3 separate regions of the Mus musculus genome follow, and all the other regions are linked to region 2. Evidence: chromatin contacts called from public HiChIP or PLAC-seq and promoter capture Hi-C data. All regions are on one chromosome and are shown on one strand. The core of a region is the stretch at or near the end of the contact, and the rest is flanking DNA. Distances in the headings are between cores, read along the strand shown. Region 1 overlaps Gas2 (growth arrest specific 2). Region 2 holds the start of Slc17a6 (solute carrier family 17 (sodium-dependent inorganic phosphate cotransporter), member 6). Region 3 overlaps Gas2 (growth arrest specific 2).

Region 1 (4,273 bases), core at 1,213-3,712, 310 kb after region 2:
CTTCTGCACCAAGCTATAATCCATGCTCGGAGGGTAATTCATGTCCCACCCAGAGAGGACATGTGTTGCCACCTCTGGGAAGGGTGAAAATTTCAGTTCTGTGTTTGTTGAAACTGGAGTTTACTGGTTTATGTATTTAACTGGTTTTGTGTTAAAAAATTAGGTATGCATAGTGGATATTAAAGTAACAGAGAAGACAGACATCTCAGAGAAAATACCTTCCCAGATTGCTGTTTCCTGAGGTTTTTGTCTTCTGATTAAATTTTGGCAACTCCATTTCCAGACCACACACTGAGAGTCTTAATTGCTTGGAAGGAAATATATGATATATTGAACTAGTGAGTGGTTCCACACTGACTGGCACTCTGGTAATAAATGTTCAAGCTTACTGCAGAGGTCCCCTGAAATGTCATTCTAGCTGCAGAAGGCCCCTGCAATGTAATTCTAGCTGCAGAAGTTCCCTGAAATGTAATTCTAATGTGGAGAATATTGGAACTAAATCAGCCCCAGCAAAGTATAACAAAGTGAATAATGCGAACATCTAATGGGAAAAGGAAAAGCTTTGGCCTTTTTGTCTAAGGCTTTAAAAATCAATTTACCAAATCATATAATACCAAATATTAACCTTAAAATCAGCCAAACATCCTTCAGGGGAATAAGCACATAACTACCTTCCAAATAGTTAATAGGGCCTTTGTCCCTGAGTTTTGGATAATAGCATTTCTCTGATAAACCCAGCAACTCACAGTGACAGTGGGAACTTAACATTTCCCATGCTAAGCTCATTTGTATCTGTTCCAAGGTGAGGGAATGAGATGTAAAAAAGATGGTCACCAAATGCGAAATTCCTCAGCAGAGAAGGGAAGTTATTCTAAATTTAAAAGAAGGATGAATGAGAATAATTACACAGTAATGTGGCACGTACAGAGGATGCTCCCTGAAGGGTGATTGAACAAGTGGGTGTTGATTGGTTATTCTTGGTGACAGGTGCGTGCTTCTGTTGAAGCTACCTCCCCTGCAGCTCAATTGCAACTTTACAAATAGGTTATAACCTTTAGGTGCCTCTGGCTATGGAATTAAGATATAGGAAGTAAATGGAGAAGAATGGTTTGAAAACAAACATTGTCTCTCTATAGCTATAGTCAGTCAAATGCCATTTGTGACAAAGGCATTCTGTGTATGGAGATGGTTAGCCTCATGCTTCAAATTATGAACTGGCAAAGAATGGCTGCATAGGCCAAAGTGCTTTAGCATCTTCATTAATTTATAAGGTTGTTTACTGTACAGACTTCCATTAAATCTATATATTTTTTTCACTTACAGTAAAAAACCAAATGGGCTACAAATAGCTCTGAATATCTCTGTGGCCTTGTTTTGGTTTTCTCTGAGTCTGTGAGTTATTTTGTTGCCTGGACTAATAGGACTTTCAATAGAGTTTAGCAGAAGTCAATGTGGTGCCAGATTCCTCCCAGGAAATACCACTGCAATTCACATTTTTGCTGTCTTTACGTTCTGAAACACTCGATTCAATTCAAGTCATAAATAATACATTTTATACTGAAACTGTAGACACTAAAGCAATTTTTCTCATGACCTTGCTATGCAACTGTATAGTTATGTAAAGAAAAATTAGATAGCCTGTATCCTATATCTTTCTGTTTATAAAAGAAGGTGGCATTATGAAAAGAAAGTTCATGATAATTATATATAAAATTTATTTCATAGTCTGTTCCTTAAACATTTGTTTTTTTAATATCTTTTGTATCTTATACAAATTTAAATTAAAAGGTGCTTAAATATCCAAGCAGATTCAGTACATCTAAAATTTCAAGCCTTTTCAAATTTAAAAACTATTTTTAAGATCAGTACCAAACTAAGCCTGATAATCAGGCTTTCTGTTTTGCTGCTCAATTAAAAATATATTTGAAATTTCTGGGGCTCAGAGTGGGTAGAAGGAGATGTATTATAGGCCCCGGGGATCCAGAAAAAAGGGTCAATATTATAGCATTGATTTAGGATTAGTTGGAGAAAGGAAACAGCTGGGCCCATGGATATTAATGACAATAAAGAGGAAGGACAAAGAGAAATCTCATTTCCCAGAGGAGCCCTTTCTCTCTGGGTGTTTTTATTATGCTCTGTGTTGAGGAGGCAGCAGAGCCAAGCTGCTGGCCTTGGCCTTGGACTTTTCCACAATAGTGCTGTGTGCTCTGCTTGATGTCTTTCACGTTCACCTTTGAAAGGGAATTTAGGGCAAGGATTTTCTTTTTCTTTCTTTCTTTTTTTCCTACCTCAAGATTTCATTTCAGTGGTGCTCAGTGAAAAACATCCTTTGTGTACCAGTGTTTTGAACAGAAAGCAAAGTAAAAAGATGCCTCGATGGGATGGAGGGGGGGGGGGGATGTGTTTAAGTGAGTGATAAACTAGATCACAGTGCTGCCCATGTGAAAAGGCTTCTGTCCGTGCTGCTCAGAGGGCACACAGGAAGCCGCCTTCTCTCGGAGGCAGCTAGGATCGGCCCTGCGCGGCAGCCCTGTCACTGCAGTTATTTTTCAGAAGTTCTCCACTGCTCACAGCTGACTCAATCTGTTCTCTCTCCACCACAGCAAATGTCAAGAAATCCCCAAGTGTGAGTGGTGGGGCATTTAGGGTGAAATGGACGTGTGGCAGCTCCAGGTGTCTCTCATGTTGGTTACATTTCTGATTCTTGGAAGAGAATATTGTACAACACATAGGACAAACAGGGTGTGAGCTGCAGGCCATCCTATCATCATTATTATTATTATTATTATTATTATTATTATTATCAGAGCCTCAAAGAGCCTCAAGTTGGCTTTGAACTTGCCTTGTAGCTGAGAATAACCTTGAGCTCTTGATCCTTCTGTCTCAGCCTCCCAAATGCTGGCTTTATATATATGAAATACAACCCTTCGCCTATGTTAACTCTGAGAATCTGAGAGAGAATTTTCTCCTGCAAATGTCAGTTTTTAGATAATAAGATATAACTGTACTCAAATATTGCTTCAAAAATGAGCAAAGCAAAACTGGGACAAAGGCCATGAGTAGTGTACTGATAAAAGACTAAGTTAACAAGTAAACTGAGATATAAAATCACAGAGTATGCTGGCACAAGGTTTCCAACACTTCACCAGTGGTAATAAGTGAATATTATCCAAAATAATAAAAGAGACGTTAAAAAAACCTGCATGTAGGATTCCTGAGTATATTACTGAAGAAATTTAGCATGGTCTTTAGATAAAGTTGTATACATTAATGGATTTTTAAAATTTCTACTGATTTCTCTGAAGGAAATTATAAAAGATGGAAATCCCAATGTCCACTGAGACATTAAAAAGGTAAAAATACATATCCCTGGCATTCGAAGTTATTTTCAACAAGCTGCCATTGTCTGTAGATGTCAAAATTAAACTCATATTCTTGAGACTAGGAAAGGAATGGGGATATAAGGCATGAGGTGAACATTAGATCTGGCTGTATATGTATGTAACAATAAAGGTCATGCCCAGACTATGAAAGAAGAATGGAGAGTAGTTAGGCTCTAATAGTCTTCAGTTGCTAGCAAGCTAGGTAGTAAATGGTTTTACAGCATGTAGTTGGAGACATGGAGAACTTGCTTAGTGCATCTTAGGCAGGAATTAGAGTGATTGACACAGAGGCCCCTTTACTGACCGTTCATACACCAGCATATTATGGAAGCTGTTTGACTCTGAGGCTATGGAGTTCAGGCGACAGGACTTCGAGGAGCCCTGCCACCAAGGCTGTGTTTCTGCACACCCTGTGCAGCTGTAGCTCTGACTGTGTCCGTGTGCTAGCTCCCCCAACCTAGCTGGTCCATCCCATAGATGCTGGCTGGCCTTTGTGGATGCTTTCTCCATGATTGTGCCTGTGCTTCCCATGAATAGAGTGCCAGAGATAGTTCTTTGAATGTAAACATGTACCGTCCATAAGCCTAGTATCAAAATACTTCTCCATTTATTATCCTAGTGAATTTTAAAACATGGAATAAAAAACAGGTTAGAAAGCAGTAAAATATTTATGTTTATTTCAAAAGAATTACATAAAGATTGTTAGACTATATTTGTCAATGATCCTTCCGTCAGTAATTGACATGTTTTCAGATGTCAATTTAGATATTTTAACCACCTTTAAAATGACATTGGTTATTTTTATGTAACTCTTGTTGTACTTTAAAGTCAGAAATATTTGATTTATTCCCAGTTTAAAATACTTTAAAAATATGTTATAAACTGATGCT
Region 2 (4,525 bases), core at 45-2,544:
ATGGCTTCCTGGTTTTTAAAGTATATACGTAATATAATATATAACATTCACATAATGCATATGTCCCAAAATAACAGGAATGTAATCGTGGTATTCTTGCTCAACCATACTTCTTAATGAAATACAATTTTATAGGCTTTGGATTTGGATTTAACAATTGCAAAGGGTTTTAGCTATTTGTGATTTTTTTTCATCTCTCTATTTTAGGAAATTTTTTTCCACATATCATTTGAAATCGTCAGAGAACATTCTTATTTGACTCTGCACCGTACCTCTGGGATGTAATCCAATAGTCCCTATGTAAAACGCACTCCCCTGGTTGATTTAGCTAGCATCCAAGGTTTAACCTTGGGGATGTAGCTCAAGGACAGTCTGTTTCGTAAGCACTTGCCTGGACTGCATCTTAAGAGGGTTGTGGTCCATGCGAAATAACTCACATTAATTCAGCACAATTTAATTGTTTTGCTTAATGATATAGGTTCAATGGTATTATACACAACTAAGATGGAAAACCTTGTAGGACCATCTCTCAAAACCCAACAAGCAACAATGGCAAAAATAGCCTCCCTCTTAAGAAAAGGTGTCATAAGGAGGGAAAAATAAAATTTAAATAGAGTGTAAATATATTGAAATAAATTTTTAAAACATTATCAGTTACTCTTCGCTAACAAGCTTAGTTATAGGTACAAATTTTACCTGTAATTAGAAATAATTCAGTATTGTGTTGTGCATTAGTTAATTAAAGAAACTTAGAATTCCAAAGAATTCATTTCAGACTGCCTGTCCTTTATTCGGAAAGTGCACTAATGTTACAGCTGTCATTATCTCTCTGTCTCTCCTCCTTCTCTGTCCCACCTCTTTTTTTTTTTTTTTTTTTTTTGTCTCCTTCCATTTCTCTCTCTGCATCCTTTCTTGTTCGTCTTAGGGGTTGAATCAAATACACAAGCAATATTATTATGCATCTCATAAACATAAGCTTTATATCGGAGGGGAACCAGGTGTTCACCTGGATACCACACACCTAAAGTAGAAGCTTCTGCAGTGTTGCTTCTTCACCATGCTGTCAGAGCTAGTATGTACATGCTGGGCAACGGGTGGCCAAGCAGAGTAACTTGTCAGTGTTTAATAAAGCCCTCCTCCCTTGCAGAGCCAAATGCAGCTTTCCTCCTGAGAACTCTGCAGACGATGACATCTCCCTACTTGGTTTCCATAGCATCCGTTCCTGAAGAGCCCTAGAAAGGCCCTTGGTCAGGGCGATCCGCCCAGCTCCCCTAGGAAGTTGGCGAGCGGGTTAGCCAAAAGCAGCAGCCAAGGTTCCTTAGCTTCCTCTGTCCGTGGTCCTGAAATGCTAAACTGCGCCGCGCGCACTGACGGGAGCGGTCAGGTTTTATGGAAGGTCTCCCCCGGCGCTGCCTAAACCACAGCTGTGTGTCTGTTATTCACTCACGTTCGCAAAGATCAGCTAACATTCTCAGTCTTAATTCCACTCTGCCACTCTGCCGCAGAGCACAATTACGCCGGCGCGATGGGAGGAGACCATGTTAAGGCAGGAAGCTAACAGCAGCCGCTCACCTGAGGCCTAGGAAGCTCCCAAGGGTTCTGAGAGCTATGAGCTCTGATCAGCAAAGTCACCATTTTAGACAGTAGGGTTCTTTTGCTTTTTTCCTTACACAAGGGTTCGATGACGTTTCTGGTCAATCTGATTAAAAGACAGCGGATTTGATTGCGATAAGACTTCAAAACCGGGAATTTACGTTGTTTTTCGGTGAGGTGACTTCCAGAACAGGGACTCATCAGCACCCGCCCAAATACCACGGCACTGCGCGCGCCCTCGGCCACCGGATCCTCCCCTTCCAATGAGACTTTGTGACTGTGTGTACCAATTCTCCTATTAGGAAACCCGTGGGCTGCATGCAGCTATTCTGTTGTACTCTCTTTCTCGCCCTCCCTCCCCTCTCCAACTCACAGCCTTGCTGGAAAGCTCACCTCTGCTGAGAAGAAAAAGCTCTACCTTAACCAACTAAGACTATGCGCAGAATCCGTCTTTCATAGCCACAACAATTTAAATCTGGTAAGGCTGGACACCAGTCTTTACAAGAATGGAGTCGGTAAAACAAAGGATTTTGGCCCCGGGGAAAGAGGGGATAAAGAATTTTGCTGGAAAATCCCTCGGACAGATCTACAGGTAAGAGACTGCAACCCCATGCTTACCTGGGACTCATCTGGACAGAATCTGCAAAGCCATTTCTGAAAAGCTTGATTACTTAGAAAGATTGTAACATGGTGGGAAAGTCTTTTTGTTGCTCATTGCTGAAGCTAGGTTCCACTGGAAACCTGCTTATGAATGCAGGAATGTGACACTAAACGAACCTGTCGTGTGTGTGTGTGTGTGTGTGTGTGTGTGTGTGTGTGTGTGTGTGTGATTTTGTTTCATTACCTGGGGATTCTCATGTGCTCCAATTCAGTTCTTAATCCTCCTTTGCAATTCCAAAATGTTCGTTCAGCACCTGCTCATAAAGCCTGTCTTTGTTTTCTTATAGATTTCACAAATAAAATCCCTTTGATCCAAACAAGTGAATAACAAAAGCCAAAACCCTTTTTAAAAATAAACTTCAAAGACAAATGAAAGAAAAGGAATCTAGACCTTAGCTGCAAAAACATAGTGAAGAACTCTCCCATGGGAAATTCTGTATTGAATGAAACAGGATCAAAATATATCAATAATTGATCATTGATGTTTCTCTGTTGGATCTAAAACATTGTATATGTATTTTTTTTAATTTGTTTGCTATGTTTTAGGAGTCTGTATCTTGTGTGGGAAATTTCACAGTGATTTAAGAACCAGAATAGTAAACGCAAAATTACTTTAAAAGTAATAGAAAAAAATGTAAATGTTATCCTTCTTGTAATTGCTGCACTAAGCATACTGTGCTTTGCATGAATTCAGGTCCTGAAAGATGTATTACATCTTTTATTAATACTACTTTTTGCCAATGATACAAGCAAAATCAATGAGACAGCAAACACGGTAGGAAGATAGATTTTTAAAGAAACATTCATTTTCACATTTGGAAACTGAAGTCTTGGCTATCCATGAGAGTTGTAAACAAGATGGCCAATGTACATCTCTTTTTTTCCAGCTGCTTGGTTCTGGTGGGCTTCAGTATACACCATCACGCTCCTCTGCGGCAAAGGATGCCGCAGCAAGCACCCTGCAGTCCTGCAGCTGCTTAGAGGCTACTGTGGGGTGGGGAACTCAGGTGCACAGTTCAACTTTACAAATTCAGGTGTATAAAGTCAAGTAAAAAATGATCAAATTGGTTAAATGCCTTCCTTGAAGGAAAAAGAAAATCACTGCCTTGTTCCTAGTGCTTGGGTTATATGTCTGTGATAAACACACACAATGCACAGCCACACTTTAATGACCTAATCTGCAGTAGAATTTGAGAGAATTTGGAATAGAGATACAAGTTTATTGGCAGCCATGTTCCATGCTATACCTGCTTTGAATTGGTGTTAAAATTCCATAGGCTTCAGCTGTGTGTGTGTGTGTGTGTGTAAGCAATTGTGTGCCATTTAATGGTATGTACACGATTAATAGTAAGTACAAGATGCATTGAAAAAATATTTGTCTACTGTAAGTGAAGACACAGTTTAAATATCAAAAAATACCAGTCTTGTTGAAAGATAGCTATTACCTTCTACCCCATTCTTTCATAAAAATGGACATTTCATGGATGTGCTAGCATGAGAACAGCACCACCGTTTTTTTCAAGCCCATTCAGCATTCCAAGTCTCTCCCCTCCCTACTCCCTCAAGGATGAAAGCCTAAAGGGAATTGATTGAGAAGAGTCAAATCTTATGATTTTAAAAATCAGATCTTTCTCTGAGTGGTACAGATGGCCCTGTGGGTGCCCCTTAGTAAGTCCAGGAATCTCATTTTCTGTGTCTGGAAATGGGCCCGCGATATTTTTCAGTGTGCTGTAACTGAGATAGTAATGACGCAAGATTGTGAATGATTAATTATTCATGTTGTAGGAAGGAAGATGAGGTGTCAGCCATATGCCTTTGTGTCTAACAGGAGTAAAGAGAGGAGGGATTGAGAAAGGGAGAGGGAGAGAGAGAGAAATGGGGGAGGGAGTGTTGAAATGGCACCCCAAAAGAGAAGATTGGGAAGTGTTTGGCAGGGTAAGGAAAGACACTAGCAAATTGCACACTGGGGAAGTGAGGGGAAGAATGGAGATCATGGTCTCCAAGCAGCTGCAGATGAGCAGAATTGCCTCTGATGCTGTGAGAGGCCCTTCTTAAGCCCTTGGTAGACCGAGGTGTTGGAAAGGACCATCAGGAAAGGACCTGGAGTACAGCACCTAGGAATCAGAATGCCTTCCCGCAGAAGGAAGTCCTTTCGCAATACTTGTCCCTCGCATACTAATGACCCTAAAAGTTAGGTCCAGCGGACCTGTATGCAAATTGAGACATATTAAAGTGCCAAAACTGGGGTTCACTGAGTTAGACCTGAGGGTAA
Region 3 (4,398 bases), core at 1,813-4,312, 340 kb after region 2:
AAGACTTCGATATCCTATTTTATGGCCAGCAGAAGAGTGTATAGTAGTTATTACGTGTGCTAGTTTTTGATGGTCCTTTTTTCTTTTAAGGAACTGTTTCCTCTCTGCTAATTTTATTCCATTTTATAGAAGAATTGAGGCTTTTATTATGAGTGAAATCATCATGTTCCCAGGTGACAGTGTTTTCCCTTACTGTGGCACACTCAGGCAAGCCTGTAAAATCATAAACCACAAGGCAGTTGCTCACTGCCTGGCAATAAGGCTGTTAAAACATGCCCGCAACAGTTTTTAGTAAGACGTAGCCACCAGTCTTGCACTTATGTGGTTCTTGTCTTTTATAAAATGTTGCATGTGATTTGTTAAGAAAGTACAAATTGAAGGAAATTGTGTAGCATTGCATAAACTATGAAACAAATTTGTTGACAAAGCCAAGTGTCAGCCAAGTGTCATGAATACAGGTTCATGGATATTTTTAATAATTTTTTTTATTCTTGAGAACTTCATGTATACATTATATACACCCTCCTCTCATTTGAACTACCCTGCTACAGTCTCGCTCTGGATTTCACATATCGTTCCTATCAACCCAGTGAGTCAGGGTTATGGTGCCTGCCAGACACAAGTGTGGGGCCCTCAGGGAGTCAGGGTTATGGTGCCTGCCAGACACAAGTGTGGGGCCCTCAGGGAGTCAGGGTTATGGTGCCTGCCAGACACAAGTGTGCGGCTGTCAGGGAAGCATGATCTGCTTACCAGGAGCCACTCACCTAAAAGCGGCTGAGTCTCCTCCCTCTGAGTGTCCATCAGCTACCGAAAGCTCCTCAGCCCCTCCCCCTCCCCCGTGCAGGCTGGCTCATTAACTGGCTTGATCTTGTGCAAGTAAGGGAGTGCAGGTTCTGAATCCATGAGTGGCGTGCAGTGGCCCAGCAGTAGCCAACAGACACTGTTCATAGCAGCCTTCTCTATCTTACAATCTCTCCACCCCCTTCCGTGATGCTTCCTGTGCTTTGGCGTCAGGAATTGTGATCTAGAGACTTACTGTGTAACCATAGCACTGCACAGGTACTAACTGCCTGCACATTGACCAATTGTCTCTGCAGTAACTGCTACCCACTGCACAGAGAGGCTTTTAAAGACATATTTGTTCTGTGAGTCTGTGTCCACCCTGATAGAGTGATAGGAATCTGAGGCAATGTCTTCAAGGAGACTAACTAATTGAAATTTGAGGCACCCCACCTACACCCATATTGTCATTTCTCCATTTTCTCCCTGTGTTGGACAAGTAGACTAAATATAGCCCGCTGATACACATGTGCTTTGACTGATGCTTTAGATCTTCGGCTGGCTGGGCCCTTTGTAGTGGATTCTCCTTGTGTTATAACTGTGTGTGTGTGTGTGTGGAAATAGTAAGGATCACTCAGAAATTTAGTGGTGTTGAATTTGGATTGATTATGGGACGTAATACTTTAATTATAGGTTTCTGAATACTTGGATTAAAGAGCAAGTGGTGATAGTGGAATCCGTGTACATAGAAGGTGGGTGGCCACTCCCAATGGCTTAATTGCATTCTTTTATATCAATATATTTTAAATTTTAAACTTAAAATTAAATGTATCATGCCTCCTAAAGCTATGGAATACAGCTTTGTCTTCTTGGATACATTCTTGAATACTGTTATATATAGTATACAGACAGTGAAACACGTTATCTCAGGACTCATCCTCAGTTATCCACCCATTGTAAGAGATGCCTTGCTTCCCCAAGGACTTAATGAGCCTGTTGACTTCAAAGAGCTATGCAGAATTATTTCAGGTAATTTAAAACATTGGACTTCAATCTTAAAGATAGCAAGCACAGTGATAAAAACACAGGCTTAGATAGAATTAGCCCTCAGAGAGTCCTATATACAAGACAAATAAGCCTTGATGTCCGGTTCAGTAAGAGTTCACTGGTACTGTCATGTAGATATTACATGAGCATATTTTCTCTTTGTACATTGAAACAAAAACAATAATGTCAAACTAATTGTTTAAAAGGTAACTAAGAATGTGGCATTCAGAAAAAGACCCAGGAAGGTATCTCATAGAGGCTCTCTGCTAAGGTAAATATTATCTGTGAGTTTCTAGAAGAGAGCATACAATTAAGACAGATTTAAATACATGCTACGTAGACATATGTTCATATGTGTGTGCATCTAGAGACAATGAGTTAGTCTCTAACCAAATATAATGTGATACAGGGAACAAATCTCTGTGATTTTTTGACTCTGATTTTAGTCTATATCTTAGTAATCATCTCCCAAATTAAAAAATATGATCTCTAACTGATCTACAATAATTTCACAAAACAAGATTTTCCCCTGTGTCTTTCATGAACAAAACCATGAGGCTGATTTGGTGAGTAGTACTGGGGTGCTGGTTACCACACAGGCATGGTGAGCTCGGTTCATCTGAACCCTGCTAGAACTGCACTTGGTACCACTTGTCTATAACCTCAGCTGGTGGAGGCAAGAATTCCTAGATGCTTGCAGGCTACCTAGCCTGCTTAGGCAGCAGCAATATACAAAAGAAAATCTGTGCTGAAGAAGGCAGAAGGCAAGGATAGACCAGTGTGGCTTTTCTGTAACCTCTGTGTCTTCTCTCTGCCATCTGTGCACTGTGGTCATATACTAGAACATGTGTGCTTATGTACACAAACATTCCATACACACATGGTATTTTCAGAAACAAATTTTTGGTTTTTGTTGTTTTCCGTTAAAAATAGCTTGGCATCTATTCTGAAGGTAGAAACCTACTGTCATCCAACATAAATGTCTCATTTATTTCAGAATTAGGGGGTCAGGACAAAAAAAATCTCTTTAACAATTTCTGCAGCAACAGAGATGTTAATATTTCCAGTCAACCAGACAATGCTTCACTGAAATGCAAACTGAAGGCTCCTGGCTGCTGCCTGCATTCCTTCTTGTTCTTTTTTTCCTTCCTTCACCTGCTGTCCACTGGGGCCTCCCATATTGAAAACTCATCTGCACCACTAATCTGTATGAGAATTCCCAATCAGGTGACAGGATGCAGTCTTCCTGAGAGTTGGAATGTGTCCCCAGGTGGAGCCACATTAACATATGGAAACCAGGTATAATGGTAGAATGCAGCTTCTTTCACCTTCCCAGAGTGAAACAAAGCCTCTAAGATTCATGTTAAACAACCATATAGGCACTGGAAATTGAACCTGAGTCCTCTGGAAGAGTAGCACTGCTCTTAATTGTTGAGCCATCTCTCTAGCCTCCAGAAATGACAATTTTAAAGACAACTATATCTAGGGGAATGGTTGTATACACAAGTAAGAAATAAACTTTTCAGTCATATGAAATAGTTTATGTAGAAACAACATGTGACTACAATGCAAATAGAACAGTAATAATTGAAAGCAGATTTTAATTGCTAAGAACAAATAATTATGGACATGAAATTTTTTCTTTATATTTTATGATGAAGATGATTAAAATATGACCTAAGAGAATTCAGTCAAATGATTCAACTATAAATTTAGAAATAATTAAAGGTTCCTTGAAGGTTGTTATTTAACTATCTGATTATTCATTTTAATGTTTTTTCCCCCCGAGTTTCCCTCTTCTAGATAAGGGTAAGCAACTGTATTGCATTTCTGTTGCTATTACTTAGGCCAGGAAGGATTCTATGGCTTGTTTCAAACTTCTTACATATTTTTCTCTGGTATGTTGTTTTCTGGTTGTTTACATTGCTGATGCCTAGCAGAAAGCAATGCAACGGAAGAATTAATTATGTTTATGACTCTAAGGGTATGTGGCCCATTGTGGCAGCAGTGGCATGGGCTGGGACCTTTGATTATGCGGACAGCACTGTCTACATTCCAGCTGGCTCTTACCACTGTGGGAATGCCCTCACAGTCATACCCAGCAGTGTGTTTCCTAGCTTGTTCCAAATCTATTGTCAACAGAAATCCTCTCTGTTTTGAAATCTTACTGTGTTGGTGGTTAATCCTAGGAAATTTCCAAACATTAGTTCTCTCTCTCTGAGTACTATGTTTTGTCTCTGTAGACCCTACCAGTGAGATATAGCTACAATCTCTTCGATCTCTAATGTTTGCCTACCTGGTGTCCCATCCCTATAAAACTTAGCAACATGGAGATACACCAAGATAATAGTTGGTAGGAACAAGGTGTGCTGGTGTATGAAGTGGTTACAAGCTATCCGTGTGTGGGGCATAATCTCTCACCACAGCATTTCTCTAATGTTATATGGAAGCAAGATATCCTATGCTTTGAGATAATGTAAGCATATACATGAGAGGTTTCTTAATTAATCATAACTCCTTCCCCTAACACAGTAAGGTTGAGCTGTTCAAAGTGTATTCTAGCCATTAGGA

Evidence for each region. Promoter capture Hi-C pulls out the DNA fragments that hold promoters and counts their contacts. HiChIP or PLAC-seq counts read pairs in DNA pulled down with a chosen protein or histone mark.
Region 1: a promoter capture Hi-C map of neural stem cells shows a contact between it and region 2. The contact joins the enhancer-like site here to the promoter of Slc17a6 in region 2. A contact is called at or near these places in 10 of 39 promoter capture datasets (the 3T3-L1 cell line, the C10 cell line, the HPC-7 cell line and 7 more), 9 of 115 datasets of contacts at active chromatin or transcription factors (astrocytes, embryonic basal ganglia, embryonic forebrain and 6 more) and 4 of 9 other capture datasets (adipose tissue, liver, macrophages and 1 more).
Region 3: an H3K4me3 HiChIP or PLAC-seq map of embryonic stem cells shows a contact between it and region 2, with 32 read pairs. The contact joins the enhancer-like site here to the promoter of Slc17a6 in region 2. A contact is called at or near these places in 23 of 39 promoter capture datasets (the 3T3-L1 cell line, 3T3-L1-derived adipocytes, the C10 cell line and 16 more), 28 of 484 Hi-C or Micro-C datasets (B cells, the C2C12 cell line, CD8 central memory T cells and 17 more), 16 of 115 datasets of contacts at active chromatin or transcription factors (the NIH/3T3 cell line, Th2 cells, craniofacial prominence and 9 more) and 4 of 9 other capture datasets (adipose tissue, liver, macrophages and 1 more).

The regions. Positions count from the first base shown.
Region 1 is chr7:51,926,834-51,931,106 of GRCm38.p6, forward strand. The region is part of intron 4 of Gas2 (growth arrest specific 2); the gene reads left to right. Among named protein-coding and RNA genes, the nearest start is that of Gas2, 50 kb to the left of the region's middle. Within about 2 kb of position 2,463, at least 49 of the 459 cell types and tissues checked have an H3K27ac peak or open chromatin away from gene starts, as enhancers often do. A contact at or near this core is called in astrocytes, embryonic forebrain, forebrain and 4 more, where this site is marked.
Region 2 is chr7:51,620,536-51,625,060 of GRCm38.p6, forward strand. It overlaps Slc17a6 (solute carrier family 17 (sodium-dependent inorganic phosphate cotransporter), member 6), which reads left to right and starts at 1,295. Exons shown (of 12, transcript NM_080853.3): 1 at 1,295-2,185. The coding sequence starts at 2,100. Gm33136 (a long non-coding RNA gene) reads right to left here and starts at 3,856. Exons shown (of 4, transcript XR_003946771.1): 1 at 2,212-3,856; 2 at 1,573-1,699.
Region 3 is chr7:51,954,904-51,959,301 of GRCm38.p6, forward strand. The region is part of intron 7 of Gas2 (growth arrest specific 2); the gene reads left to right. Among named protein-coding and RNA genes, the nearest start is that of Svip, 49 kb to the right of the region's middle. Within about 2 kb of position 3,063, at least 7 of the 459 cell types and tissues checked have an H3K27ac peak or open chromatin away from gene starts, as enhancers often do. A contact at or near this core is called in embryonic stem cells, epiblast stem cells and stem cell-derived epiblast-like cells, where this site is marked.